5 separate regions of the Sus scrofa genome follow, and all the other regions are linked to region 2. The links are chromatin contacts, called in public Hi-C and HiChIP or PLAC-seq maps. All regions are on one chromosome and are shown on one strand. The core of a region is the stretch at or near the end of the contact, and the rest is flanking DNA. Distances in the headings are between cores, read along the strand shown. Region 1 holds the start of DNAJA1 (DnaJ heat shock protein family (Hsp40) member A1). Region 2 holds the start of BAG1 (BCL2 associated athanogene 1). Region 3 holds the start of APTX (aprataxin). Region 4 holds the start of NOL6 (nucleolar protein 6). Region 5 holds the start of SMU1 (DNA replication regulator and spliceosomal factor).

What was found. Hi-C and Micro-C count contacts between places; a contact is called where the count stands out from the background. HiChIP or PLAC-seq counts read pairs in DNA pulled down with a chosen protein or histone mark.
Region 1: a contact with region 2 is called in an H3K27ac HiChIP or PLAC-seq map of skeletal muscle. The contact joins the promoter of DNAJA1 here to the promoter of BAG1 in region 2. A contact is called at or near these places in 2 of 47 Hi-C or Micro-C datasets (heart right ventricle and psoas muscle) and 2 of 2 datasets of contacts at active chromatin or transcription factors (alveolar macrophages and skeletal muscle).
Region 3: a Hi-C map of liver shows a contact between it and region 2, with 1.9 times the contacts expected there. The contact joins the promoter of APTX here to the promoter of BAG1 in region 2. A contact is called at or near these places in 1 of 47 Hi-C or Micro-C datasets (liver) and 1 of 2 datasets of contacts at active chromatin or transcription factors (alveolar macrophages).
Region 4: an H3K27ac HiChIP or PLAC-seq map of alveolar macrophages shows a contact between it and region 2. The contact joins the promoter of NOL6 here to the promoter of BAG1 in region 2. A contact is called at or near these places in 3 of 47 Hi-C or Micro-C datasets (heart right ventricle, liver and skeletal muscle) and 1 of 2 datasets of contacts at active chromatin or transcription factors (alveolar macrophages).
Region 5: a Hi-C map of liver shows a contact between it and region 2, with 8 times the contacts expected there. The contact joins the promoter of SMU1 here to the promoter of BAG1 in region 2. A contact is called at or near these places in 2 of 5 promoter capture datasets (fetal skeletal muscle and liver), 10 of 47 Hi-C or Micro-C datasets (embryonic fibroblasts, fibroblasts, heart right ventricle and 3 more) and 2 of 2 datasets of contacts at active chromatin or transcription factors (alveolar macrophages and skeletal muscle).

The regions. Positions count from the first base shown.
Region 1 is chr10:33,444,238-33,449,239 of Sscrofa11.1, reverse strand. DNAJA1 (DnaJ heat shock protein family (Hsp40) member A1) reads left to right here and starts at 3,684. Exons shown (of 9, transcript NM_001244163.1): 1 at 3,684-3,816; 2 at 4,870-5,002. The coding sequence starts at 4,880.
Region 2 is chr10:33,223,815-33,229,500 of Sscrofa11.1, reverse strand. BAG1 (BCL2 associated athanogene 1) reads right to left here and starts at 1,873. Exons shown (of 7, transcript NM_001244791.1): 1 at 1,475-1,873. The coding sequence starts at 1,643. It overlaps CHMP5 (charged multivesicular body protein 5), which reads left to right and starts at 2,264. Exons shown (of 8, transcript NM_001244744.1): 1 at 2,264-2,361; 2 at 3,165-3,269; 3 at 4,657-4,703; 4 at 5,173-5,266; 5 at 5,396-5,467. The coding sequence starts at 2,293.
Region 3 is chr10:33,467,378-33,472,576 of Sscrofa11.1, reverse strand. It overlaps APTX (aprataxin), which reads right to left and starts at 2,488. Exons shown (of 9, transcript NM_213734.1): 1 at 2,470-2,488; 2 at 2,454-2,467. The coding sequence starts at 2,488.
Region 4 is chr10:33,020,670-33,025,936 of Sscrofa11.1, reverse strand. NOL6 (nucleolar protein 6) reads right to left here and starts at 3,902. Exons shown (of 26, transcript XM_003130678.4): 1 at 3,715-3,902; 2 at 2,051-2,254; 3 at 1,853-1,969; 4 at 77-256. The coding sequence starts at 3,768.
Region 5 is chr10:33,395,792-33,401,345 of Sscrofa11.1, reverse strand. SMU1 (DNA replication regulator and spliceosomal factor) reads right to left here and starts at 1,963. Exons shown (of 12, transcript NM_001243898.1): 1 at 1,901-1,963. The coding sequence starts at 1,926.

The DNA.
Region 1 (5,002 bases), core at 2,435-4,934, 220 kb before region 2:
GGGATCACACCCTTGCCACAGCAGTGACAACATCAGATCCTTAACCTAATGAGCCACCAGAGAACTCTGGTGAAGGCTTTTAAACATAGCAAATGAAGGAGAAGTAGGAGGGGAAAAGAAGGGAGAAGAAAAGAACCGAGAAGCCAAAAAAGAAAGTAATCAAAAATTACCTACGTAAAAATTAAAAACTTAATACAGCCAAAATGTATACATATAGATACAGGCATGAAGTCACTAGAGAAAATAACCACAACATATGACACACTAAAACCTACTATCCCTAATATAAAAGTGCTATTATATGTTATTAAAATAGCAAAGACACCAGAGAAAAGTGGGCAAATGGTAAGAATAGACAGTTGACAGAAAAATCAGTCAGTAAATATCTAAAAGATGCTAACTACACTATTCAAGAAACTTAAATTAAAATAAAAGATATCACTTTTTAATCTCTAAAAAAGGTTAGCAAGGACAAAAGAAAAAAAAAGATCCCTCCCATATAGGCAAGGCCCACTCACATACTGCTGACAGTACAAACCAACATGGAAAGTTATTTATTCAATTTTAAATCTGCATTCACATTGACAAAGCCATTTCTGTTTTACAGAAATACTTTCACAATTACCCAAAGGTATATTTAAGAATTTCTCTGCAACATTATTCATAACGCAGTGGAAATTACCAAAATGCTCACCAATAGGGGAGTGGTTAAATAAATTATAGCACCTACACACTATACGCTATGAAGTTATTAAAAACAACAAGCCAGACTTATTTATCCTGACATGGTAAGATGACAATAAATTAAGTGAAAAGGGAAAATTGCGAACAACACGTAAAAAATGATCCTATTTCTTCACCGAAAAAGATCATATTCTAAATTACTGCTAATCTTTTTGTATTTTATGTAAATAAGAATTCTTTTTAAGGGAGTTCCCTTGTAGCATACCCTCAGCATATGGAAGTTCCCCAGCCAGGGATCAAATCCAAGCTGCAGTTGTGACCTACACGACAGCTACAGCAACAACAGACTTTAACCCATTTTGCTGAGCTGTGGAGGATTGAACCCTAGCCTCCACAGTGACCTGAGCCACTGTAGTCAAATTCTTAACCCACTGTGCCACAGCAGGAATTTGTTTGTTTGTTTGTTTGCTTTTTTAGGGCTGCACCAGAGGCATATGGAGGCTCCCAGATTAGGGGTCAAATCAGAGCTACAGCTGCCAGCCTACACCACAGCCACAGCAACACAGGATCCAAGCTGTGTCTGTGACCTACACCATGGCTCAGGGCAACGCCAGGTCATTAACCCACTAAGTTAGGTCAGGGATAGAACCCCAAACCTCATGGTTTCTAGTCGGATTCGTTTCCAATGCACCACGACAGGAACTCCAGCAGGAACTTCTAATAATGTTTTTTAAGACAACTAAGCATCACCTAACTTTGCCATTGGAGTGATAAGTTATTAGTTCTAAGCTATCTTCATGTTTGTATCACACTTTCATCTTTCTAATACTTGTATGAATTTCACTTGGGTTCCTCAGGCAAAAAGAAACACTAAACATGGTAACATTTAAGAAACACTAAGCATGGTAACATTCACTGTGGAAAATCTTGGTTGATGTGATTTAATATACACCATACTGATGTTTACCTCATATGCTTAACATTGGCATTCATCCTTGAGGGCAGGACAAGAATTTAGGTGATTTTTATATTATCAAGCCCTAGTTCACTGCCTGGCAATATTAGACTTTTATTTTTTCTTTTTTTTGTGGGGGGGGGGGGTTAGTACCTGAGGCATATGGAAGTTCCCAGGCTAGGGGTTGAATTGGAGCTGCAGCTGCCAGCCTACACCACAGCCACAGCAATCTGCAATTGCCACCACAGCTCACAGCAATGCTGATCCTTAACCCATTGAGAGGTGTCCCCTGGGATGTATCCACATCCTCAAGGATACCAGCTGGGTTCTTAACCTGGTGAACCACAATGGGAACTCCAGTACTAAACTTTTAGTAACTGCTGATTAAACAAAACAAAGCCCTTTATACCTGAGGTGATATCTGAGATGGCAACACCTAAGATTGGAAATGTTAAGGGTTTGTCAGCTGGAGCACAAGCAAAAACAGGTGAAAAAGTGCATTTGGGAAAATGCAGATAGTGACAACTTAAAGAGATAAGGCTGAGGTGATAAGCTTGGGGATAACTCCAGGGTAAAGTTCAAAATCCTTAGTTGAGTAAGATACACCAACAGGTGCTCTCCAACTACCTCTGAGGCCTCACCTCCTGTCACTCCAGCTCTTAGCTCTGGCTATAGTCAAATAACTGCAATTTCCTAAAAGCATCATATTCTTTCACACCTTAACCTTAGGTTCCCTTGCACTTTGTCCTTTTCTGGGAATACTCCTCTTCTTTCAAAACTCAGCTCAACTGCCACTTTCCCAAAGGAGCTTTCTCTGTTCCATCAAGTGAACATACAAGATCTTTCCTCGCTGAACTCTATCTTCCACTTCCCTTATAGTTAGTTCACTTCTCGTCTCCCTACTAAAATGTGTACAGAGCTTATTCAACTTTACATCTTCTCCGATGCTAGATACTCCAATGTTTTGTTATTAAATAAAGAAAACAGACCACATTTGCCATTATGCCCCAGGCTCAACATCTGAAAGCCCCAAGGACTCATTTTGCAAACTACAGATTCAGACTCACAGACTGGTAGAACTTAATTGTTAGGTCCAATAATTAAAACCATCCGTGTAATAATCTATGTAGGAAAAGAATCTGATGAGGAATGGCTATATGTATAACTGATATACTGATTTCAAGTGAACTGATGACACCTGAAACATGTTTATAAGTCAACTCTAATAACATTTATTTAAAAAAAAAAAGTTTGCCACTCTTGGTGTTACTGTGCCTAGGCTAGCCAAACCAGGTGAATGCCTGGCCTGAGAGGTTCCAAGGCCCTGGGTTTGCACCAAAGTATTCCAAACGTTTCCCTGTTTAGAGCTGCCTGAGCACAACGTATTACAAGGCCCAAAGTATATATCGTGTGTACAGGGGCCAAAACTTGCACGGAGGGTTCTTCCAACTTCGCAGTTCAGTGAATTACGAGGCTTTGGACAGCGCGTTAAAAAAAGCAAGATCCAAGGCCTGAGACTGTTCAGGAGCCCACAACCGTCTTGATCAGAAGTTCATGCTCCATGGCTTCCCAGAACCTCAGGTCTAAGAAACTAAACCGGTTAGAGACGCCAAAAGCGGTGTCAAACGCGCCGGCGGAGAGCAGGTGCGGCAAGGCTTTGTTCTGAGAGATTCCTGTACCGCACACCGCCCCGGCCAGCGTCCCTGTTCCCCAGCTCTCCGAGCTCTAGCAAGCGGCGGTGGCGGCGGCTCTCCTGATTGTGAATCCTGAGTTGGCCCGGAACGGAATCGCAGCGCTACTGGGCAAATCCCTGTTCCCGCCCAAGACTTCCAGACTTTAGGGCCCGCTGGGTGGAGGAAGGGGATCCAGAAAGTTCTACGAGCTGCAGGAACCCAGTCTTGAGCCCACCCCCACAAGGCCCTTCAGCTGAGTCCCTCCCACTCCGAGCACCCCCGCGCCGTTGCCCAGGTAACCGCGGGGCGGTGGCAGCAGCCGGAGGGGGTGGGACTTCCGGCGGGTGACGCGCCGCGACTCGGCTACAAAAGACGACGGTTGCGGCGCGCCGGGCGGAACTTTCCAGAACGCTCGGTGAGAGGCGGAGGAGCGGCGGCTGCCCGAGCTGCGCACAGAAACGCGCTCCTTCCCGCTCCCCCACATCGGCCTCGGCCCGCTCACCGGTGAGTTTCTGCTTTCACGCTTCCTCTGGTCCCCAGGCCTGCGCCATTAGCGGCTCCGGGAACTGGGATGGAGCCGCGGTCAAGTGGCGGTTGGCTCCGCGTGGGCTGCGGGGCTGTCGGTTCCTGTATCCTCGATTCCCTTTCTGTAGAATTGATGGGGGTGTCCCGGCAGCCCTTGCTGGTGCGCAACGGCTGGGCCCGATACCGTTCCAGAAGCTTTCCCCTCGCCTATCTAGCCGGGGGTCTCCAAGGATCTGCCGCCTCCGGGTTTCCCTCCGCCCGCCCTCGCTGGGGGTGGGGTGGGGGTGGGGGCGATTCTGCGCGCACGCGCAGGAGGAGCCAGGGGCGAGGGGCTGCGGGAGGAGCTTGGCGGAGGCTGCGGTTTTCGCATCTCCGGTCTCCCCTCCTTCTCTTTGTTGAGGGTTGGGCTTCTCCCACCCCTTCGCTCCTGAGTCGGAGGAAGAAAGGAAGGAAGCCCAACGCTCGGCGCTAAGTGCAGGGGGAAACCTAAGAACATGTAAGCTATGCTGGCTTGTGGGGCAAGAGGGGTTCGGCGTTCAAAGCAGAGAAGCTGTAGGTCCTGTGATTGAGAAACAGTCTCAGGATTGAGGGGGAGGGGAGCTTGCTTTCTGGAGCTTCCTCCCCGCCTTGTGCCCAGACGTCTTTTCTAGGAAGTGTATGGTTTATCAGATTTACCAAAGATGATAATGACAGTGGACTGAACCTATTAGTGCGTCTTGTCTTTACTGCCCTGTCATTAATGGGGAGGGGAGACAGGAAGAATCGAGATGGAGGTTTTCAGGTGGAAAGTGGGAACAAAGTAGTATGGGAGGTTTCTTAATTATTCCCTGATAATTATTAGCTTATATTTAGTCTGTTAGAATTTAATGGCTGAATTATCAAAGGACTTGTTACCGTCTCTGTGAAATTTAGGGAAGGTGATGTTCTTATGATCAGATTTGGCAAAGAACAAATTTCTTTGCCTAAACTCTTGATTTTTACTAATTAAAACTACCAGTTGAAAGTAGTTAAAATTGAACTTTTTTATTTCAGGCTGTAGAAAATGGTGAAAGAAACCACTTACTATGATGTTTTGGGGGTCAAACCCAATGCCACCCAAGAAGAATTGAAAAAGGCTTACAGGAAACTGGCCTTGAAGTACCACCCTGATAAGAATCCAAATGAA
Region 2 (5,686 bases), core at 624-3,123:
GCTCAGCGGAAGTGAATCTGACTAGTTCCCATGAGGCCTTGCTCAATGGGTTAAGGATCCTAAGTTGCCATGACCTGTGGTGTAGGTCGTGAGCTGTGGTGTAGGTTGCAGAACTGGCTCAGACCTGGCGTTGCTGTAGCTGTGGCATAGGCCAGCAGTTGCAGCTTTGATTCGACCCTGAGCCTGGGAACCTCCATATGCTGCAGGTTCGGCCCTAAAAAAGACAAAAAGAAAAAAGAAAACTCTTTCACACAAATCAATATAGGCTGACAGTTTATTTACCCAGCCTTCAAGGTCTGCTCAAGTATTTTTGTTTCCTTATTATAGTAACTAACAGTATCAGTGATAATCAGCTAATATTTTAAGCACTTAACATTCATAAGCAGCTGACTAGACTCATTTTATGCAATCTTAATCATCAGAACAACCCCATGAAATAGGTCCTATTATTCCCCATTTCACAGCTAGATAAGCAAACTGAGTTCAGTCCAGTTAAGACCTGTCTAATGAGACCAAACTCTAGAGTCAGTACTTGACCTCAGATCTGTCTAATTCCAGATCTGTGCTTTTCTTCACAAGCCATCTCTCTCCTGTGGCCTTTCTGTCCTCTACTCTGTGTTGTACTAGTCAGGAACTATGTCTCCTTTGCTGTAATGTTTCTTCTTCAGCTTTCTCCCACTGGGCACCTGGTCACATACATGGCTGGTGCCCAATAAACAGACAAATGAGTGAATAAACTGAAACAGCAGAAAACTTCTTTTTGGAAGATTCCTTTCTGGGTATGTGGACAGTAAGGAGGTAGCCTGTGTCCAGCTCATTATGCCAACACTTAAGTCTGCTCGACAGCCGCATGAAGTCAGCAGGACAGGTGTTACTAATTCTACTTCACATAGAAGAAAGAGCTGCCTAGAAAGGAGCTATTCCAAGGTCACTCAAACCTGCAGAATTTAGAATCCTGGTCTACAGATTCTGAAGCCTTGAGGTCTCTACCAGTTGGTCCTGAAGAAACCCCATGAACTCAGCTCTCTAGAGAACTATCTTGTCTAGCTCTGTGTCAACTCCAACAGTAAGCAGACCCAAAGGGTGCCCAGAGTGTATGCCTGAACCCAACGAACTCAAACAGTAGATAGGAGTTACACATAGCAATCAGAAGCAACATGGCCAAATTCAAGCCTGGCATAAAGACCAACAACTACGCAGGCCCACACTTGTAACACACATAAGGACCACAACCCACGACGTGAAGCACTGACATCGTGGATCTTAAAAACGCTCTGAGATAAAATACACCAGCCACATGGAAAGGTGTGCCGAAACAAGACCCGTACAAAAGCCGGCCCCATGGCCAGACAAGATCCCATGCGTCCCGACACCAAACACAAGGACACACACTTCGAGAGGGCACATAGCCTAACCCACAGACCCCGACGGACTCTCGTAGCCCGGGATCAAGCCCACCGCAGCCCGCGCTCACTGTGGGTGACGGTCACGCTGAGCCCTGCTGCCGCCATTTCCTCGCTCCGGGCCACCTCTTCACTCAGGGCCGCCTCTTCGCTTCGGACCACCTCTTCGCTCCGGGACACCTCTTCGTTCCGGGTCACCTCTTCGCTCCCGGCCGAGCGAGGCCGCGCTTTCTTCTTCATCCGCGGCCTGCGAGAGCAGGCGGCGGCACCTCTGGTGGATCCCGCATGCCCTCTGGTCACACTCCGGACAGCTGATCGCTCGGAGGGAGGCGAACCGCGTTCGGCTGGGGGCACCGACTGACGCGGCTCCCGGCCCGGCCGAGGGGCGCGCCGCCGGGGGCCCAGCCGCTCCCGGTCGCCTCGCGGTCTCCGAGCGCCGCCGCTCTCCGCCAGACCCGCGTTTGTTGTCCTCCCAGCGGTGGGAACCTAGCTTGGCGTCCTGCCACCCCGCGGGTCCCCTTCCCCGCCTCGCCCGGGCCCGCCGGCCCCGCCCCTCAGAGCAGCCCAGCTGGCTTCTGCGGGCTCTGTTCCGAGGAAGCCGCCCCCAGGCCCCACCCACTCAGCGAGGCTCCGCCTGGCTCCTCTGGGGCCACGCCCACGACCGCCATTGAAGCCACGCCCCCTGCTGAATGTGCGTCCCTCACCTCTTACCTCCAGCCGCTCTCCTTCCCCGGAAGGCCCAGTTGAAGATCCGGAAAAAGGATCGGGAAACGCCAATAGGCACATTGCGCTTGCGCCAGGGTCCGGAAGTCAAGTCGGAGGCGGAGGTGACTCTGCTTCCGTTTCTGGTTTTGCTCCAGTGTTTAGGTTCTCTTTGCGGCTGTTCAAGATGAACCGATTCTTCGGGAAAGCGAAACCCAAGGCTCCGCCGCCCAGCTTGACCGACTGCATTGGCACGGTGGGCACTTTACCACACATAACTAGGCTCAGGGACTCTGACACTTCGACCCCGCCCACCCAAGGCTTCTACTCCTCCACTCCATTCCGGGGCCCGGGCTCATTACACCTCAGCTCTCGCCACCCCACTTTGGTTCTTGTTACCCAGGTCATTCGTGACGCCACAAATCAGGGACCCCCTAAGCCATCGCTGTCTCGCCCTACTCGTGCCCCACCCCTTCTGAAGCCCGCGTCCACTCACTCTTTATCCCCTCACTGGTTCACACACTCTTCCCACCTCGTCCAGTCGACCCCTAATTCCTCTACCATCGCTCATCCCTCTCTCACGTCCCCATCCTCGGTTTGATATCCTACCTCAACATTCTGAATCTCAGTAACACAAAATTCAGAACCCTGGCCTCTTATGTTAAGCCACCACTTTCTATTGAAGCAAATAGATCTACAGCCATAGCCTGGATCCACTGGGCACTGGCCTATTTCCTGATTGAGCCCCCAGCTGGACTAGTCTCTGATTCTAGAGAAATCTCAACTCAGACGAGGGGTTCTCAAATTATTTTTCTGCTCAAATACACTTGAGGGCAACTCTGGAATATTACAATCTGGGGTATAGTTTATAAAAGCCCCACCAGTGTTTCTGACCGGGTATCTTCCTCCCCACCATTAGAAATATCTGTTTTCACCTTTCACTTTATGCTCTTATTTTTCCTTTTTTTAATTCCTCTTTATTCACTCCTCTCCTGCCACTTTTCATGTAAATGTATTGCCATAACTACCACTGCCTTTGATATTTTTTTTTCCCTCAAGGTGGACAGCAGGGCAGAATCCATTGACAAGAAGATTTCTCGCCTGGATGCTGAGCTAGTGAAGTATAAGGATCAGATCAAAAAGATGAGAGAGGGTCCTGCAAAGGTAAGGTAGGCAGCACCTGCAGAAGGTGCTGTGACAGCCTAACTCAAGTACCAGTGGAAGTAGGGCCTGGTGATAGGGGCTGGTGAGAGGTACAGAAGACACGTTCACAGTCTAGTAAGGGGAAAACACATGTGAGGAGGAGGAGGAGAGTTTGTAGCAAAATATGAGAGGAAGGCTGTAGTTTGAACTGGTGGAGAAAAGATGCTGATCACATGTCCAGAAGCATGTACATGGGAATTAGGGCCTTCTACTGAGAAAGGGGAAATCTGGAGAGGCAGGACCTGCTCAGGAATAATGAGTTGCCAGGCTGGTCAGGTTAGATAAGTATAATAGAGTGGTTAAGGAGTGGCATGTTGGGGAAAAGTACTAGTATTCTCTGAATAATACCATCACTACCTACTAGCTGTGACCTTGATGAAGTTACTTAATTTCTTATTTTTCTCTTCTGTTAGTAGAAACAGAGTACTGTTAAGTTCATGGACTGTGAATGTAGAACTGCCTTCTTTTTTCCCATCCCTGTAACTTATTAGGCATCTGAACTAGAGCAAGATGCTTAGCATCACTGATCCTCAGTTTTCCCTTCTGTGAAATGGGAATGATATCTACTTTATAGTGTGAGGATTAAATGAGGTAATTCATGTGACCTATATAATACTGTGTGTAAATGTTAGGGATTATTATAATCTGTGAAGTAATATTATCTACTTTTCCTTCTTCATTGGAGAAGACAAATAAAATGATTTATGAAAAAGTATAGAAAAGGAAGTGACAAGAGGATTTTCTCTGCCATCTTAGTTGGATGGCATGGAATGAAGAGTGACCAGAGGCAGGAAAGCTCACCTAGACTTGAGGAAATGAAAGCCTAAACCATGGTGGTAGTCATGAGAATGACATGAGAGGAATCAATATGAAAGCAAGTTCTGAAAATCTAACAAGATGACAGTGCATGAAGAGACAAGTGGTAAGGTCAATATAACGGTTCTCAACCTAGAGAACTGAGACTGGTGGGGCCATTGTTAGTAATTTCCAAGGTGAAAACAAGTTGAGGGATTTGAGCATGTTGAGTTTGAGTGGATAGCAGACTCCAAATTGGAACTCTCCCTAAAGCACCTGGATATACAGAATCAGCCCTCTTAGGGCTGGGAGTAGAGATAATATGCACGAAGAAAAGGAAATGTACTTCAGTACACTGAGGTGTGGGATGCAAAAACTGAGGCAAGCTGGGGCTTAAACCTGCTTGGGAGGTGAACAATCCAGGAACCACTGTGTCTACTGCTTTGAAGGCAAGAGGAAATAAGTATGTGAGTTGAGGATATGGGTGATTTATTTTACCTTATGTATGTTTTCTACTTCCTTTAAATCTGTTAAAATTTGTTTTTCTCCCTAGAATATGGTCAAGCAGAAAGCCTTGCGGGTTTTAAAGCAAAAGCGGATGTAAGTTTTTAGCACAATCTCCTTTCCTTTAGCGGGTTTACCAAAAGGGAAATAGTCTTCCATTCCTTTAGTTCTCTCTCTCTCTCTTTTTTTTTTTTTTTTTTTTTTTTTTTGTTATTTAAAGGCTGCACCTGTTGCATAGGGAGGTTCCCAGGCTAGGGGTTGAATCTGAGCTGCACCTGCCAGCCTGCACCACAGCTGCAGCAACACCAGATCCAAGACGACGTATCTGCAACCTACACTGCAGCTCACGCTAACACCAGAGTCTTAACCCACTGAGCAAGGCCAGGGATTTGAACCGGCATCCTCATGGATACTAGTTGGGTTTATTAGTGCTGAGCCACAATGGGAGCTCCCCTTTAGGTTTTCATACCACTTAAAGAAAATTCTCTTATTTAGTGTTAGAGATGTTTCTTCCTGAGGATTTCTATATGACTCACATTTCCCATTCTCACTTGACCACAAAAAGGTATGAGCAGCAGCGGGACAATCTCGCCCAGCAGTCATTTAACATGGAACAAGCCAATTACACCATCCAGTCATTGAAGGACACCAAGACCACGGTACTCCCAAAACACCTTTTCCCATGATTTGACTTTATTTTGTACCCTTGTGCTGTTTTCCCGTGGTTATTAAAAAGCAGCTTAACCAATGCACCTTCTTGGTGTTTTCTTTTTCCTTTTTTTTTTTAGGTCGACGCTATGAAACTGGGAGTAAAGGAGATGAAGAAAGCATATAAGCAAGTGAAAATCGACCAGATTGAGGTGAGATGTAAACTGGTTTCTGCAAGAATGTGCACTGGTTCTAAAAGAATCAAAATGAATGCGTATGTGATGGGAAAGATCACAGAAGAGGGATCGAATCTTGGGCCTGCCATTTACTAATAGAGTAACTTTGAGAAAGGGTACCAAAGATCTTACTTTCCTGTTGCTAACCTAAGGAGCCTAATGCCGTATATAGTTATTATAAGGATGAGCTGGTGT
Region 3 (5,199 bases), core at 1,239-3,738, 240 kb before region 2:
AAAGGAGTTCCCATCATGGCGCAGTGGTTAACGTATCCAATTAAGAACCATGAGGTTGCGGGTTTGATCCCTGGCCTTGCTCAGTGGGTTAAGGATCCAGTGTTGCCGTGAGCTGTGGTGTAGGTCGCAAACTTGGCTTGGATCTGGTGTTGCTGTTGCTGTGGCTCTGGCGTAGGCCGGCATCTACAGCTCTGATTAGATCCTTAGCCTGGGAACCTTCATATGCCAGAGGAACAGGCCCTAGAAAAGGCGAAAAGACCAAAAAAAAAAAAGAAAAAAAAAGGACTATTCACGGGAGAAATGACTGGTTAGAAAAGCACATGAGAATCAGCTAGAACGTAAGCTCTTTAAGAGAAAGCACTCTAACTTGTTCATCTCTGTACTGCAATAAAGCGTACAGAAATGCTGAATAAAGGAGCTGGTATATCGCCGTAAAAAGCAATCAGGAGAGGAGTTCCCGTCGTGGCGTAGTGGTTAAGGAATCCGACTAGGAACCATGAGGTTGCGGGTTCGGTCCCTGCCCTTGCTCAGTGGGTTAAGGACCCGGTGTCGCCATGAGCTGTGGTGTAGGTTGCAGACGCGGCTCGGATCCCGCGTTGCTATGGCTCTGGCGTAGGCTGGTGGCTACAGCTCCGATTCAACCCCTGGCCTGGGAACTTCCATATGCCGCGGGAGCGGCCCAAGAAATAGCAACAACAACAACAACAAAGAAAAAAAAGCAATCAGGAGAAATATTAACAAGTTTCAAAAGCAACAAAGGGATCCAGTAATCAACTGAAAAACATCTATCTGCCTAGGTAATCCACCCCAGGGAAAATATCAGGGGAAGGATAGGTCTGAAAGCTACACTGCAGGAAACCAAGGTAAGGAGTTGGAAACAGAATTTAGAATACTCCTTCAAAAGTTTGGATAAAAAGGGGGAAAGAGTTACTGGATGAGAGCTAAAAGAAAATGGATCACTTCTTTCTTTCTGGCTGGGATTGAGGGGGAAAGGATCTGAGAAACCTGACCTTGTTTATACACCACTGGGACATAGATATGGGCAGAAAAGGTCTCACAAGTATAAAAGAAAGGTCAGAAGCAAAGATAAAGAAATCTGCTTTGATCAGGACACAGCTCATCCTATGACACTTAAGGAAAGGTAAACGTAAGTATAAATCTAGATTACTTTGTGTGAAGGGAAAGGAGGGGCAGAAATTTGAGGAGCACGTGTAATAACCTCAATTTTCTCCCTAACATAGTAAATAGTTACAGAGTAAGGTGTATGGGAGCTTAATAAGCTGAAGAAAACTGATATAAAACAGTGGATAACATCCAAGCCTCCGAAGTCCAACTGCTAGAGTTCAAATCTTGCCTCCTCCACCTTACTCACCATGTGACTTGAGGTCAGTTATCTACGCTGTCTTTACTTCTTCAGCTGTAAAATGATATTAATTATTGCTCTACACCATGGCATTGTCACAAGGGCTAAATTAAGATGTAAAAAGTTCAGCATCTGGCAAAAAACACGGATTCAACACTAGTATCACTCTTGTTAACAGTGGAGGTAGGATGAAAGCGGAGCTAAGGAAATGACCATCCACAGCACTGACTGCAACTAAGGTGAAAGGGCACAAATCTGTTTCGTCTCCCCATAGGAAGAAGCCTGTCTCAAACGTTCTAGTGATATCCAATATAAACCAAAAGGCCCCAAATCTGGACCACATTTAATTCCATATGGAAATTATATCCTTGTTTTCTTCTTTCTTTTGTCTTTTTGGCTTATTCTAGGGCCGCTCCCGCGCATATGGAGGTTCCCAGGGTAGAGGTCCAATTGGAGCTGTAGCCATCGGCCTACGCCAGAACCACAGCAACACCAGATCCAAGCAGCGTCTGCGACCTACACCACAGCTCATGGCAACGCCGGGTCCTTAACCCACTGAGCAAGATCAGGGATCGACCCGCGACCTCATGGTTCCTAGTCGGATTCGTTAACCACTGCGCCATAACATGAACTCCTACATCCTTGTTTTCTTGAACCACAGTCACTCACTAGTCTGTGAGAAAAGGCTTGCATCTTCTGACCTTCCTATAAGGCCTGTCGAGGGCGCTGTGAAGGGCCCTCAAGTTCCTTTCAGGGAGCGTTTCTGGGGAAAACATCCGTCCTGACAGGCTGAGCCGCCTCCTTGGGTTGGACAGTGCCCACTCTCTAATCTTTCCTCTGCTTGTGTTCCGACTGACACAAGTGATGGGCACAAGAGAAAGAACGCTGTGTGACGAAACCAACGTGAAAGCCGCCAAAACACAGCAGGAGAGAAATGGGACACCCAAAGCCCTAGAATGAAGCAACACCTGCCGACAGAAGCCGTGAGAACGTCACTCAGGGGCAGTAGGGGACCAACCTGAGGCCCACATCCACGGCTTTCAATCCGGCCAGCAGGGTAGCGGAGGAGGTAGGCCAACAACTGCCTTACCTCGAGACAGCAGAGGGGATAAGCTCACGTTACTCCTCCATGACGCACAACTTCCGGCGCTGAGGAATGACGTCGCGAGACAGGCTGGAGTGCAACCAGTGACGTTACCATCGTCTGTCCCAAGATTGGCTGAGAGGGTCTCGCCCGATGCCCGGTTAGGGAAGTGCCCGCCCCACTTCATTGCTTAGTGGGCCGCTGTCCGAATTTGGACGCTCCTGGCAGTTATCCCACTGAAAACGGGCTCTCTCCGCATCTTTCTACCCGAGAGCCGCACTTCTGTCACCACCTCTTGGTTTCTGAATTGGCAGAGACCAGGCAGCTGTCCTCTCGGTGGCCGTGTCTAGGCAGCTGTGCAGCCTCTTGGCATTCTTTTCGTAAGGAAAAGCCCGCGACTTTTCCGCTATACAAATTACCTGCGTTATTCTCTCACCCCCTTTCAAAGCTACAGTCTGCTTTCTCCTTTCCTGGAAGAGATAGGACTGGAGGGGCTAGAGGCGGGGAAACCTGCAAAGATTTTTTTTTTTAATATTAAAGATTTTTTTTTTAATGCTCTTTTCACTAAATGAATTGGCTGAGGGGCAGAGGAGAAAATCAGGATCTTTGGAATGAAATATTTTCCGATTTTTATCGCAATTCCAGGATGTTCCCAGAGTCTTATATTACAATTATTCAAAGGCATTCTGGCAAATGAAAAAAATCCCTATCTCGTTCGGAATGTTGCTTCCTTACCTAGGAAAGCGGACGCTCAAAGGTATGATGGAGATATCGAAGCTATCAAGATATAGCAGGAGGATCTTCCAGGAAACACAGAAGAGAGACTTGCCCTTGTTAGCAAAGAAGATGCAGGTTTTTATTAGGGCCACCCCGGAAAGTGGGGAGCACAGGAAGCATCTAAGTGGCCACACAGGCCTCATGGCTGTGGAATGTGGTTCACAATGCTCGAGGTTAAAGAGAGCCTACTCTGGTGACGTGACCAGTTTTTGGGGCTCCCTCAGAATTAAGCTTCTTTTAGCCTCTGCTTCTACCTGACCTGCCTTTGTGTGTCACAGTCACAACTGAATTGGATTAATTCACCATATATTGTGCAGAATTGGGTAGAGATTTGTTGCCCAGCCTATTAGCTCTAGCCCTTTGTCCATAGCAAATTACTGGTCCAAGAAGAAGGATCACAGGGCATAATGCATGGCTTAAGGGCATGGTGGACACTTAAAATTTTCAAGGACTCCAGAACTAAAGATTTATCACAAACATAAATATAGAAATTAATAGAGAGTAAGTCTGTGGTATTATCTAGTGCAGTAGTTCTCAAAGTATTATCCTTATGACAGTAGCAGTGGCCTCTAAATGCTTGGGAAGCTGTTAGAAATGCAGATTCTCAGTTCTCACCTCAGGCTGATTCAGAAACTCGGGGGGGGGCGGGTCCAGCAATCTGTTTACCAAAGCCCACCAGGATATCCTAATACATGGTTAAATTTGAGATTCACTGGTAGGAGGTAAAGGCTTCAAACCATATGCTGTGATAAGTGTGTTTTGTTGATTTGCTCAGGGCTTTGGTGTTTTGTTTTGTTTTTCTTTTTCCCAAGTTAAATTTTTCTCAATTTTCAACTGTGACAAAACATGCATAACATAAAACTTAGCAGCTTAACCATTTTTAAGTATAAAGTTCAATTTGTTAAGTATATTCACATTAGGAGTTCCCATTGTGTTGCAGTGAATTAAGGATCCAGCATTGCCACATCTGTGGTGTAGATCACGGCTCTGGCTCAGATTCGATCTCTGGCCCAGTAACTTCCATGTGCAGCAGGTGCGGCTGAAAAAGAAAGAGAAAAAAGCATATTCACATTGTAATGAAATCTACCTCCAGAACCTTTTAAACTCGCAAAACCGAAACTCAACTCATTTCCTCTTCCCCCAGCCCCTGGCAGCCACCATTCTACTTTCAGTTTCCATAAGTTTGACCACTCCAGGTATCTCATGTAACTGAAATCATACAGTAATTGTTTTTTTTGTGACTGGCTTATTTCATTCAGCATAATGTCAAGGTTCATTTACTTGTAAAGTGTCAAAACTTCTCTCTTTTTCAGGGCTCAAAAACATTCTGCTGCATGTATACACCACATTTTATCCTTCTGCTTCCAACTTTTGGCTACTAGGAATAATGCTATGAACATGGTTGTACAAATATCTCTTTGAGAGCTTGCCTCCAGTTCTTTTGGATCTATACCCCAAAGTGAGATTGCTGGTTCATAAGGTAATTCTGTTTCTAATATTTCAAGGAACAACCCATAGCAGCTGCATCATTTCCACCACCAATAGTACATAAGAGTTTTGATTTCTCCATATCCTTGACAACACTTGTTAATTTTCTGATTTGGAGTTTATTTTTAAATAGTAGTCATCCTAATGGGTGTGAATAATATCTCATTGTAGCTTTTTTTTTTTTTGGTCTTTTTAGGGCTGCACCCATAGCATATGGAGGTTCCTAGGCTAGGGGTCTAATCAGAGCTGTTGCTGCCGCCCTACCCCAGAGCCATAGCAATGCCAGGTCCGAGCCGTGTCTGTGACCTACATCACAGCTCACAGCAACGCTGGATCCTTAACCCACTGAGTGAGGGCGGGGATCAAACCCATAACCTCATGGTTCCTAGTCAGATTTGTTTCTGCTGTGCCAAGATGGGACCTCCTCATTGTAGCTTTGATTTGCATTTCTCTAATGATTAGTGATGCTGAGCATATTTCCATGTTT
Region 4 (5,267 bases), core at 2,653-5,152, 210 kb after region 2:
GGGAAAAGAGAGGGATCCAGGGATTTGAAGGTGTTGAAATGGCAGACCTCCCCATCCCCTAGACTCTGGACCTTACCCTGGGCATGGTCAATGCCATATCCACATTGATGTCTGGCCGGATGCAGGTGCCCAGAAGGTAACTGCCCACAACAGTGACCTGGGCTGGAGCCAGGAAGCGGAAGCAGCCCTTCACAGTATAGGGTACTTGGTGGAGGGGGACTCGAACTCCATCCGGGAGCCATGACTGGTCTGTCAGCTGAAGGGAGAGAGACGGTGACACATAATAATTTGACTGCCTTCCAAACATGTCCCCTTGATGTCTAGTAGACACCTCAAATTCAATATGTCAGAATTTCCCGTCGTGGCTCAGTGGAAACGAATCTGACTCGCATCCATGAGGACGGAGGTTTGATCCCTGGCCTGATCAGTGGGTTAGGGATCCAGCATTGCCATGATCTGTGGTGTAGGTCGCAGATACAGCTTGGATCTCATGTTGCTGTTGCTGTGGCTATGGCGTAGGCCAGCAGCTCCAGCTCCAATTTGATCCCTAGCCTGGGAACCTCCATATGCCGCAGGTGCAGCCCTAAAAAGACAAATATATATGTGTATCAGCATGTTAGAATGTTTGAAACCAAACTTCTAATCTTCCTGTAGACATGTCTTCCCTGTTAAAGCAACTTCATAGTAACTGCTCAAGCTAAAAAAACATTTAAATCACCTTGACTTATCTGTTAAAAACACTCATTTCACTTTCAAAAGGCATCCAGACACTGACCACTTCTCCATTCTTCTACCATAGTCTGAGGCATTTTCTAGTGGAACATTGCACAATAGGTTCCTGACTTATCTCCCAGATTTCCCCTTTGTCCCCCTCCATTCTATTTTTCTTTTGGCCATGCTCTTGGCATGCAGAAGTTCCCAGGCCAGGGACTGAACCCACACCAAAGCAGTGACCACCACAGCAGTGACAACACCTGATCCTTAACCCACTGTGCATCAGGGAATTCCCCCAGTCTACTTTTAACACAAGAGCCTGAGTGAACTTTTTATGTTTTTATTTCTTTTAATTTTGTTGTCATTGTTTTTTAGGGCCACATATGTGGTATATGGAAGTTCCCAGGCTAGGGGTCAAATCAGAGCAACAGCTGCCAGCCTACACCACAGCCACAGCAACACTGGATCCAAGCTGTGTCTGCAACCTACACGACAGCTCGTGGCAACACCAGATCCTTAACCCACTGAGCGAGGCCAGGGATCAAACCCATGTCCTCATGGTACTAGTCAGATTTGTAACTCGCTGAGCCATAATGGAAACTCCCTTGAGTGAACTTTTTAATACTGAAGTTAGATCACATCATCATTTTACAAAAAAAAGGGAAACAAAAACAAAAATGAACCCTGCAATTGTTCCCCATCTTATCCACAGCAACAGTAGAAGTCCTTATTTTGGTGCACAATGCCTTGCATGATGAGCCCCTTCCTCCCTTATCTTTCTGAACTCACCTCCTTCCACCCTCATTCATTGCAAAGAATGTACCAGAGTCCCCGTCCCTTGTTCTTCCCCTCCCTTTTCCATAATGTTTACCACCTTCTAACACTGCCTTGTCATGTTCACTATCTATCGTCCATTAAGTCCAACACTACAACATAGGCTGCGTTGTTCACTGATGTGTCCTAAGAATATAACTACTGCAAGGCACACAGTGTTTGCTAAATCAATGAACGAACACATGATTGACTGCATTCGCAGCTGAGCCTCCAGACAGTGAGAATAAGCTTCCAGCACCCTAGAATAGCAAGGCCTCCAAGGACATCTTCTGGAATTTCCAGTTCCCCTCACTACCTGCCTTACCTCTGTCTCAGAGGTTGGGGGCACCCTCATGATTCGCTGGTTGACCTCCCGTAGGAAAGCATCAATCCGCTCCTTCTTCTTCTCTGATAGCCTCACTTCCTTTAGTAGCTCCTCTACCTATAAGAAGGGGCAGGGAGAGTACTTCAGCCTCAGAGGCTCAAGCCTGCCCCTCTAACCCATGCCCCAGCCACTCAGTACCTGTAATCGGAGCAAGCTGGAATGGAACAGACTTTCAGTCTCCCGAAGGCGATTCAGCTCCTCATTGGTAGGCTCCTTGTACAGTTCTGCCCGGCTGAGTTTCACTGGCTGCAGAAGACCCACTGGAGACCCAGCCACTGGACGCTTCTTTGAGGAATCCCTTTTCCCCTCCTTGACTGGGCCTTCGAGAGCTGACTCCATCATCTGTGGTCAGTGAGAGGGAGAAGCCAGGGTGAGATCATAGATACCTAGTACCCATGCCTGACAGGCCACCATGGTACAATGTGGGTAAAAGATGATGTGGGTAAAAACTTCATCTGCTCCTGGTCTCTCCTTTGAATAGAAGTTAGAATGTGTAAAACAGAATAATTTTCACTTAAAAGAATATAACTGGAGTTCCCATTGTGGTGCAGTGGAAACGAATCTGAATAGGAACCATGAGGTTGCAGGTTTGATCCCTGGCCTCGCTCAGTGGGTTAAGGATCCAGTGTTGCTGTGAGCTGTGGTGCAGGTCACAGTTGCAGCTCAGATCTGGTGTTGCTGTGGCTGTGGTGTAGGGCAGCAGCTATAGCTCTGATTAGACCCCTAGCCTGGGAAGCTCCATATGCTACGGGTGCAGCCCTTAAAAAAAAAAAAGAATATGACTGAGCTCTTGGGGAGTTCCCTGGTCATCTAGTGGTCAGGACTTAGCACTTTCACCACTGTGGCCTGGTTCAATCCCTGGTCTGGGAACTGAGATCCCATATCACATTGTGGCAGAAGAGGAAGGAGAAGAAGTTTACTGAGCTCTAGACCAAAAACTCCTTGAGTTGAGGGTTCCCCGTATACTTGACAGCACAAGCATGGAGCTCTGCTTGGAGCTGATAGGAGTGGTAGCTGGCTGTACCCTGCCCAATGCAATGCCTAAGCTCCTGTGCTTTCAAGTATAAGGAGCTGCTTCTGCTGCTGGGTTAGTCCTAGGACTTTGCAAATGCCATCTCCACTCTTACTCTATCTAAACCCTGCCAGGTCACACACACACACACCACGACAGCATGCAAGCCCTGACAACAACAGACTTCAGGATACATTAAGTGCTCAGTAATGGAAAGAGCCTACTGGTTTTGAAGGATATACAGTAAATCATCCAATTCTCACAACAATCCTAACTGAAAACGCTAGAACGAAGCCCCGAGAGCTTCCACAGTTGGTATGCCTATACTGTGAGAAGGCTTCAAACCCTGATCTGAGGGATCCTAAACCTTCTCCCCTACAGCGGGCCCCGCCCCCCTCCAGGTTCCCACACCCGGAAGAGCCTTACTGGAGCGCTCTAGGAGCGCCACCATGTGGGGAGCCCAGAACTAGATCCCACCCAGCATCAAGGAGGACCTGGTCAGGGAAATGATCCAAGCTGCGGAGTGGAGTGGAGTGGGGTGTGGTGGGGTGGGGGCTGGGGCCACTTCAATTTCAAGGTGTAGAGCTAGGGAAGAGAGAAGCTCAATAGGCTTTAGTGCTTCTATCCATCTCCCTTACCAAGCCCTGTCTCGGTACCCCGGGCTGGAAACATTGGGGGAATGGGGCTCCTCCAGAAGGTACCGCCCTAGTGCCCCTTGTTGGCGAGCTATCAGGCTCTGCCGTTCCCCCCTCCCCATGTTGCATTCCTTCCTCCCAGATGGTTCTCCCACCTCCGGCTCCTCAGCAGTTCCGCGATGCTGCGCTCCCGCAGGTGCGGGCCCCATCCTTCTGGTATCCTGCTGGCACTTTGGGTTTAAATTCCGCTTGCTCTACAACTTCTTCCCACGTTGGCAGAAATGCCCAAGCACGGGCAGAAATGCTGGCACGATTGTCAGCAAGCCTCGTGGCGCAGGACTCCGCCCAGCTCCAGAGCCATTGGGTGAGTGCCCATCGACTCGCTCGCCATTGGGCTCTGTCACTCTCCAAGACCGCCCACTATGGGGGAGGGGCCAAACAGGGTTCTCCGATTTCCGGCTTCTTTGCGACGCCAGACCGGAAGCCTGCCTGACGCTTGGCGCAGCTTCCTTTCCCTCACTTCCTGCACTTGGGTCTAAAGGGTAAGGGCGGGGCTGGTTTGAGTTTCTGTGGTGAGCGTTTGTTTATTTACCCCGGTGATTCCTCTTCTTTTTTCATTTACCATTTAACCTTTTTTTTTTTTTTTTTTTTTTTTTTTTTTTGTCTTTTTGCCTTTTCTAGGGCCGCTTCCCAGGCTAGGGATCTAATCGGAGCTGTAGCCTCCGGCCTATGCCAGAGCCACAGCAACGCGGGATCCGAGCCGCATCTGCGACCTACACCGCAACTCACGGCAACACCGGATTTTTAACCCACTAAGCGAGGCCAGGGATGGAACCCTTAACCTCATAGTTCCTAGTCGGATTCGTTAACCACTGAGCCAGGACGGGAACTCCCAGTTAACCAGTCTTATCTGTTCTACCGCTAAAATATACCTTGAATTTACTCACTCTTGTCTCTTTGTTTTTTAAAGAAATTTATTCTGGCCGTACCAGAAGTATGTGCAAGTTCCCAGGCCAGGGATGGAATCCCTGCCATAGCAGTTACTCCCAGTTGCTATAGTGAAAACGCCGGATGTTTAACCCGCTGAACCACAAGGGAACTCCTCTGTTTTTACTGCCAAGTTTAGTCCAGTTCGCACGTCTTGTGCCTGGTTTATTGTAATAGCTTTTCTCTATTACATTTTCCAAATTTGCTGAATATGATGACCATCCATATACTCTTCACCTACCCATCATAACCTAGTATTAATAAATGCCAAATTTGCTTTGTCTTTGTGTACTTATGTTTTACTATTTTGCAGAGCCATGCTGTACATTAGATACTTAGAAGTTTGTCCTCATTTACTGGAAGTTTGTACCCTTTAACCAACATCTCATTTCTTCCACCTTCCAGGCCCTGGCAACTACCAATCCAATTTCTCTTTTTATGGGTTTAGCTTTTTTGGTTATTTATGGCCACACCTGTGGCATATGGAAGTTCCCAGGCTAGAGGTCGAATGGGAGCCACAGCCACCAGCATAGACCACGGCCACAGCAACCTGGGATCTGAGCTGCATTTTCAGTTTAGGCCACAGCTTGCAGCAATGCTGGATCTTTAATTCAACCAGCGAGGCCAGAGATGGACCTCACAGACCAGTTCTTAACCTGCTGAGCCACAATGGAAACCCTGGGTTTAGTTTTTCTGAATTCCACATATGCAATACTACAAT
Region 5 (5,554 bases), core at 714-3,213, 170 kb before region 2:
ATGGCATTACTCTTATGTCCATTTTACGTGAGGATGTGACCAAGTAACAGAGGTAAATGGAAAAAAAAAAAGATTCAAACTGGCAGTGTGGCAGGTAGCATCATCCCAGACAGGAAAGCAAACACCTTTTTTTTTTTTTTTTTTATCATTTTTGGCGGCCCTGAGCCATATGGAGTTTGTAGATCAGGGATCAGATCGGAGCTGCAGCTGTGACCTATGGCAATGGGATCCTTTAACCCACTGTGATGGAGACTGAACCTGTGTCCTGGTGCTGCAGAGACAATGTCAATCCTGTTGTACCACAGCGGGAACTCCCCAAATACCCTCTTAAAAACAGTTCCTGCAGGAGTTCCCTGATGGCCTAAGGATTTGGGGTTGCCACTGCTGTGGCTCGGGTTCAATCCCTGGCTTCCATAGGACACTTCCACTTACACTCCTAATATGAGACTCCATCCTTGCAAAGAACTCAAATTTGATATAACCAAAATCAAATTCACTTCCTTCAAACACAATGTAATACACAAAGAGCTAAAAGCTTTGGAGATAGGCTGGGATTTCAATCAGAGTTCTTTCACTAACTGTGACTTGCAGACAAGTCAATTAACATCTCTTTGCCTGTTTCCTCATCTGTTAAGAAAAATACCTACCCTGTAGGATTGATCAAAGGGATTGACTACAACACATAGTGTAACTAGCATAGAGAATACTTAGTAAATAGCAGCAATTACTGATCACAAAAACATGCTGCAGCCAAGGCTGGGAGGATGGTCAGTGCCCGATTTTATTCAGGCCCCAAAGGGTGGATTCCTTTCCAACTCCTGCCATAACTGTCTTCACTGTCCATCTTTGCTTTATTTTTCTCCACAACACTTACAGCCATCTGCTAAGCTATCTTACTTACTGATTTTGTCTGCTGTCTGCCTTCCCCATCACAATGTACTTTCCCTAAGAGCAAGGGTTATTGTCTGTTTCGTTCACTACTACAGTCCCAGGGGCTAGAACAAATATACACAGTAGATCTCAGTATTTGCTAAATGAATAAACCTCCCTTCCTCCTATGGCAGATCTTCAGGACAAGTCCTCTCCTTTACACTCAGGACACAAATGTTGTCTGCTGACTTAACTACTAAGCGTTGGCAAGAACAAGGTGGAGGATGGAGTCCTGGAGAAGTTTACTGAAGACTTTCTTCAATCATTCGTTAGTCCCCCTCTCTCCCAAATTTATCATTCTCCTTGCCCAATCTCCAAATTCTGTCCCTCCTTTGTGACTACAGAGCTCACACGCTAAATAAAATTCAGCGCCAGACAGAACCTGATAAAATAGTCGTTCATTCATTCTAAAAGCAATTATTGAGCCTTTACGATGGGCTGGGAATTGGGACTATAATGCAAACGAGTCCCTAGGAGCTATACAGGTTAGTAGGATGGGCAGAAAAACGGTGACGATACCAAAAGCTGTGCAGAAGAAAGCAAAGGACGGTGCACGCACAGGGAGGAAACCACCACGGTGTTCGATGGGGACGGGAAGAGATGGATGGCGTCGAGCCCAGCCCCCTTGTGCTGATAGACCGGAATCCAAATAGGATGGCTAATTTGCTCAGTTACAAGGTACAGCAGAAGTTGGCGAGGGCTAGAATTCAGGTTTTCCAGGAGTCTCCTTCCCCCAGCCCCGCGCCACCTTCCACAGGGCTTTGGGCTTCTCATCTGCTACCTCTCTGTAGGTCCACCTCCAAGGTAGCCAGATCCCAAAAGCTTCTTTATAGGAAAGGAAATGCCCCTCCGCTCCCCAGCCTCTCGGACGCCTCCCCCGAGCAGCTTCCACCACCTCCCACTCCCACCCCCGCAACCCTCTGCCTCCCGGCCCCGGCCACTTCGGTAACATTCCCACTGCAGGACTCACTCCGAGGACTCGATTTCGATCGACATGGCTCTAGCTTCCTGAGCGCAGGCCTCACTCCACTCTAAGGCCCAGCCGCGCAACGCACCAACGACACCTCCGGCGGCCCCTATACGTCACTTCCGCTCGACGTCAGACGCAGGCTCTGGGCGCGGTCTGTACGGAAGAGGGGCGTGGAGTACGTGAGGGGCGGAGCTTCAACTCTTCTGTCGAGAGTTGGAACATAGGCACCGGCTCCTATAGAATCCTTTCTTTTTCTTGGAGGGGAAGTTATCCTTAAAGGACTGGTTTTAAAATTTTTCTTTTTTGGTTTACTTTTTAATTAGTTGACTAGATTTAAAGGTATAGTTGGATTGGGAGTTCCCGCTGTGGCGCAGTGGGTTGAGAACCTGACTGCTGCAGTTCAGGTTGCTGAGGAGGCATGGGTTCAAAACTAGCGCAGAGCATAGGTTACAGCTGCGGCTCGGAATCAGTCCCTGGTTCTGGAACTTCCATACGCCATGAATGTAGCCAATAAAAAAAGAGTTGGATTTACAATACATCTCTGGGAGATTAAGACATTGGAAACCAGTGGCCCAGTTAGCAACATTTGTAGAAGAGTTCATTAAGTTTAAGTGAATAAATGAAAGATTTTAAAGCCAAAACACATTTAAATTAATCTGATTAAGTTTGGGCCTTAGGGATTTGCATATTCACTTCTTCGAAAGAGCTAGATTACTTGTAGCATTTCCAACTAAGTATTTACTTGAAAATGGTTTCACAACAGTGATGCAATTACAAGAAAAACGACGAAGGCAAATACAAATATGTAAAAGGAGATTTGCGACTTCTTTTAATAGACTTTAAGCCATACGTAATTAAATTAGCAGAGACAAGTGAAAAGTAGAGATATTAATGAATTTCATGTAGGTTATTTTTTTAAATATTTTTTTGCCATCCTTTGTAATTTTTAAAAAAATATTTGCAGCACAATGGTAAGAAATCTGTGTTGTAAAATTTGTATTTTTAAGCCATTCCCACAGCATGTGAAATTCTCAGGGCCAGGAACTGAACCCCAGGGGGATCTGTAACAGCAGTGACAACACCAGATCCTTAACCCACTGAGCCACCAGGGAACTCCTGACTTTTAATCTCTGATTGACAGCCAATGCTCAGCATCACAAACTATCCTCATCCATGTTTCCTCTGTAACAGCAGATTTGACTATGACATTTGTTACTTTATATAATCAAACTGCACTCTTTACCTAGTTAGGAAGTTTCTTCCCCCACTAAACTAGTTGCTTATGTAAATCTTCTGTATCCCAACTATATAACCCATCAATTTCCATATCATTCCCATACCCAAAGCATAAGCTTTATTACCTTGCTGATCCCTTATTAGCAATTTGATAAACTGTGACAATTGCTAAATATCAACTTGTCTAGGATATTTCATTTTTTGGTTTATTTTGTTTTTGTCTTTTTGGGGTGGGGGGGGCTGCAGCCACAGCATATGGAGAGTCCCAGACTAGGGGTTGAATCAGAGCTGTAGCTGCCGGCCTATGCCACAGCAACACTAGCTCCTTAACCCACTGAGCAAGGCCAGGGATTGAACCTGCATCCTCATGGATGCTAGTCAGATTCATTTCTGCTGCACCACAATGGGAACTCCTAGAATATTTCATTTTTATCACTAGACAAATGAGGTCTCTCACATCTCTCCACCTGTACATGGATAAAGAACCTCAAACAGGCACACAACACAGACAATTTCTAACCTCTAAAAGGAAGATGAATACACTGCACACTCAAGAGCTGGGTCACAGCCTCCTAGACCTAATTTCTGGTTAATAAACAGCCTAGAGTGACCCCAAGGGAAATCCAGTCTCCTGATCACGTCCCCTTTCCAGAAAGCTGGCCCTTCCCAGAAGTGCATGTCTCTGCAATTCGTCTCCTTAATCCAGCAGAGGGCAGGCCAACCACAGGAAAGCTGCCATTGTAAACTAGGCTAACAGGTGTCCAGATAGTTTAAAAAGGAGAGGTGTATGGGAGAGAGATCCCCAATAAGATGGGCAAAGGAAGTAGAAGGCAAGGTCAATATTTAGGTGCTAAAATTGGGCAACTGTTTGTCCCTTTCTCTTAGGTTAGACCCATTTTATCGAACATGATAACAAGGCAAAGTCTAGAGAAAAATTATCGCATAATTCTACCTGCTCATGGCAAGACATGACTCAGAGTTCTTCTAACTCAACCTCCACTTTTTTTTAATTTTTTATTTTTTTAATTTATTTTTTCCCACTGTACAGCAAGGGGATCAAGTTATCCTTACATGTATATATTTCTTTCCCCACCCTTTGTTCTGTTGCAGTATGAGTATCTAAACATAGTTCTCAATGCTACTCAGCAGGATCTCCTTGTAAATCTATTCTAAGTTGTATCTGATAACCCCAAGCTCCAGATCCTTCCCATTCCCTCCCTCTCCCGTCAGGCAGTCACAAGTCTATTTTCCAAGTCCATGATTTTCTTTTCTGTGGAGATGTTCATTTGTGCTGGATATTAGATTCTAGTTATAAGTGATATCATAAGGTATTTGTCTTTATCTTTCTGACTCATTTCACTCAGTATGAGAGTCACTAGTTCCATCCATGTTGCTGCAAATGGCATTATGTCATTCTTTTTTATGGCTGAGTAGTATTCCATTGTGTATATATACCACATCTTCCTAATCCAATAATCTGTGGGTGGACATTTGGGTTGTTTCCATGTCCTGGCTATTGTGAATAGTGCTGCAATGAACATGCAGGTGCATGTGTCTCTTTTAAGTAGAGTTTTGTCCGGATATATGCCCAAGAGTGGGATTGCTCAACCTCCACTTTTTTAACTCCTACTTCCTACTCCAGAGCAGGGCCTTCATGCAGAGGGCCTTCATCTTTTTTGTATACCCATCTGAATGAAAGCCATCTTTTCCAACTTTGAACAAAATATGCTTTCTTGTAAATTCCAAAGAGCAAGACTGCTATCTTTAGAGAGCAATGTGGTCCTGGCTGTAGAGTCAAAAGAGGGGTTTCTCAGAGTTCTCCCTATGATGCAGTGGGTTAAGATCCAGCATTGTCTCTGTAGCAACTTGGGTCACTGCTGAGGCTCAGGTTTGATCCCATGCCTGGCAGAGTGGGTTAAAGATCCAGCATTGCCACAGTTGTGGCATAGGTCAAAGCTGTGGCTCCGATTCAGTCCCTGACCCTGGAATTCCATATGCTGTGGGTGCAGCCAAAATGGGGGGAGTGTCTCTACACAGATTAATTTCTATCAGGGACAAAAACCTTTCCCAGATATCCTCCATCTTAAGCTGATAAGTTGACCAAGGTGGCATCATTGTCACCTTGTCAAGTTGAAGACATCACTGGCAAGGGGGATGGAATTCCCTTGAGTGGCCTAAACATGCACATGTGATCCCTAGGGCTGTGAAGGGACACTTTCCTGAGCATCCAAACACAATGGCAGATCATCCAGCAAGTAAAAGGAGATGGAGCTAGTGGGGTGGATAGCCAACCCTGTCTGCATGTCTGGTTGTGAGGCTGGTGGGAGACACTGAAGAGTCCCTTCACACAAAGAAGAAAGTGGAAAAGAGGAACTGAAGGGCCCTAATCAGATTTCACAGTGAATGAGTCCCAGCTTG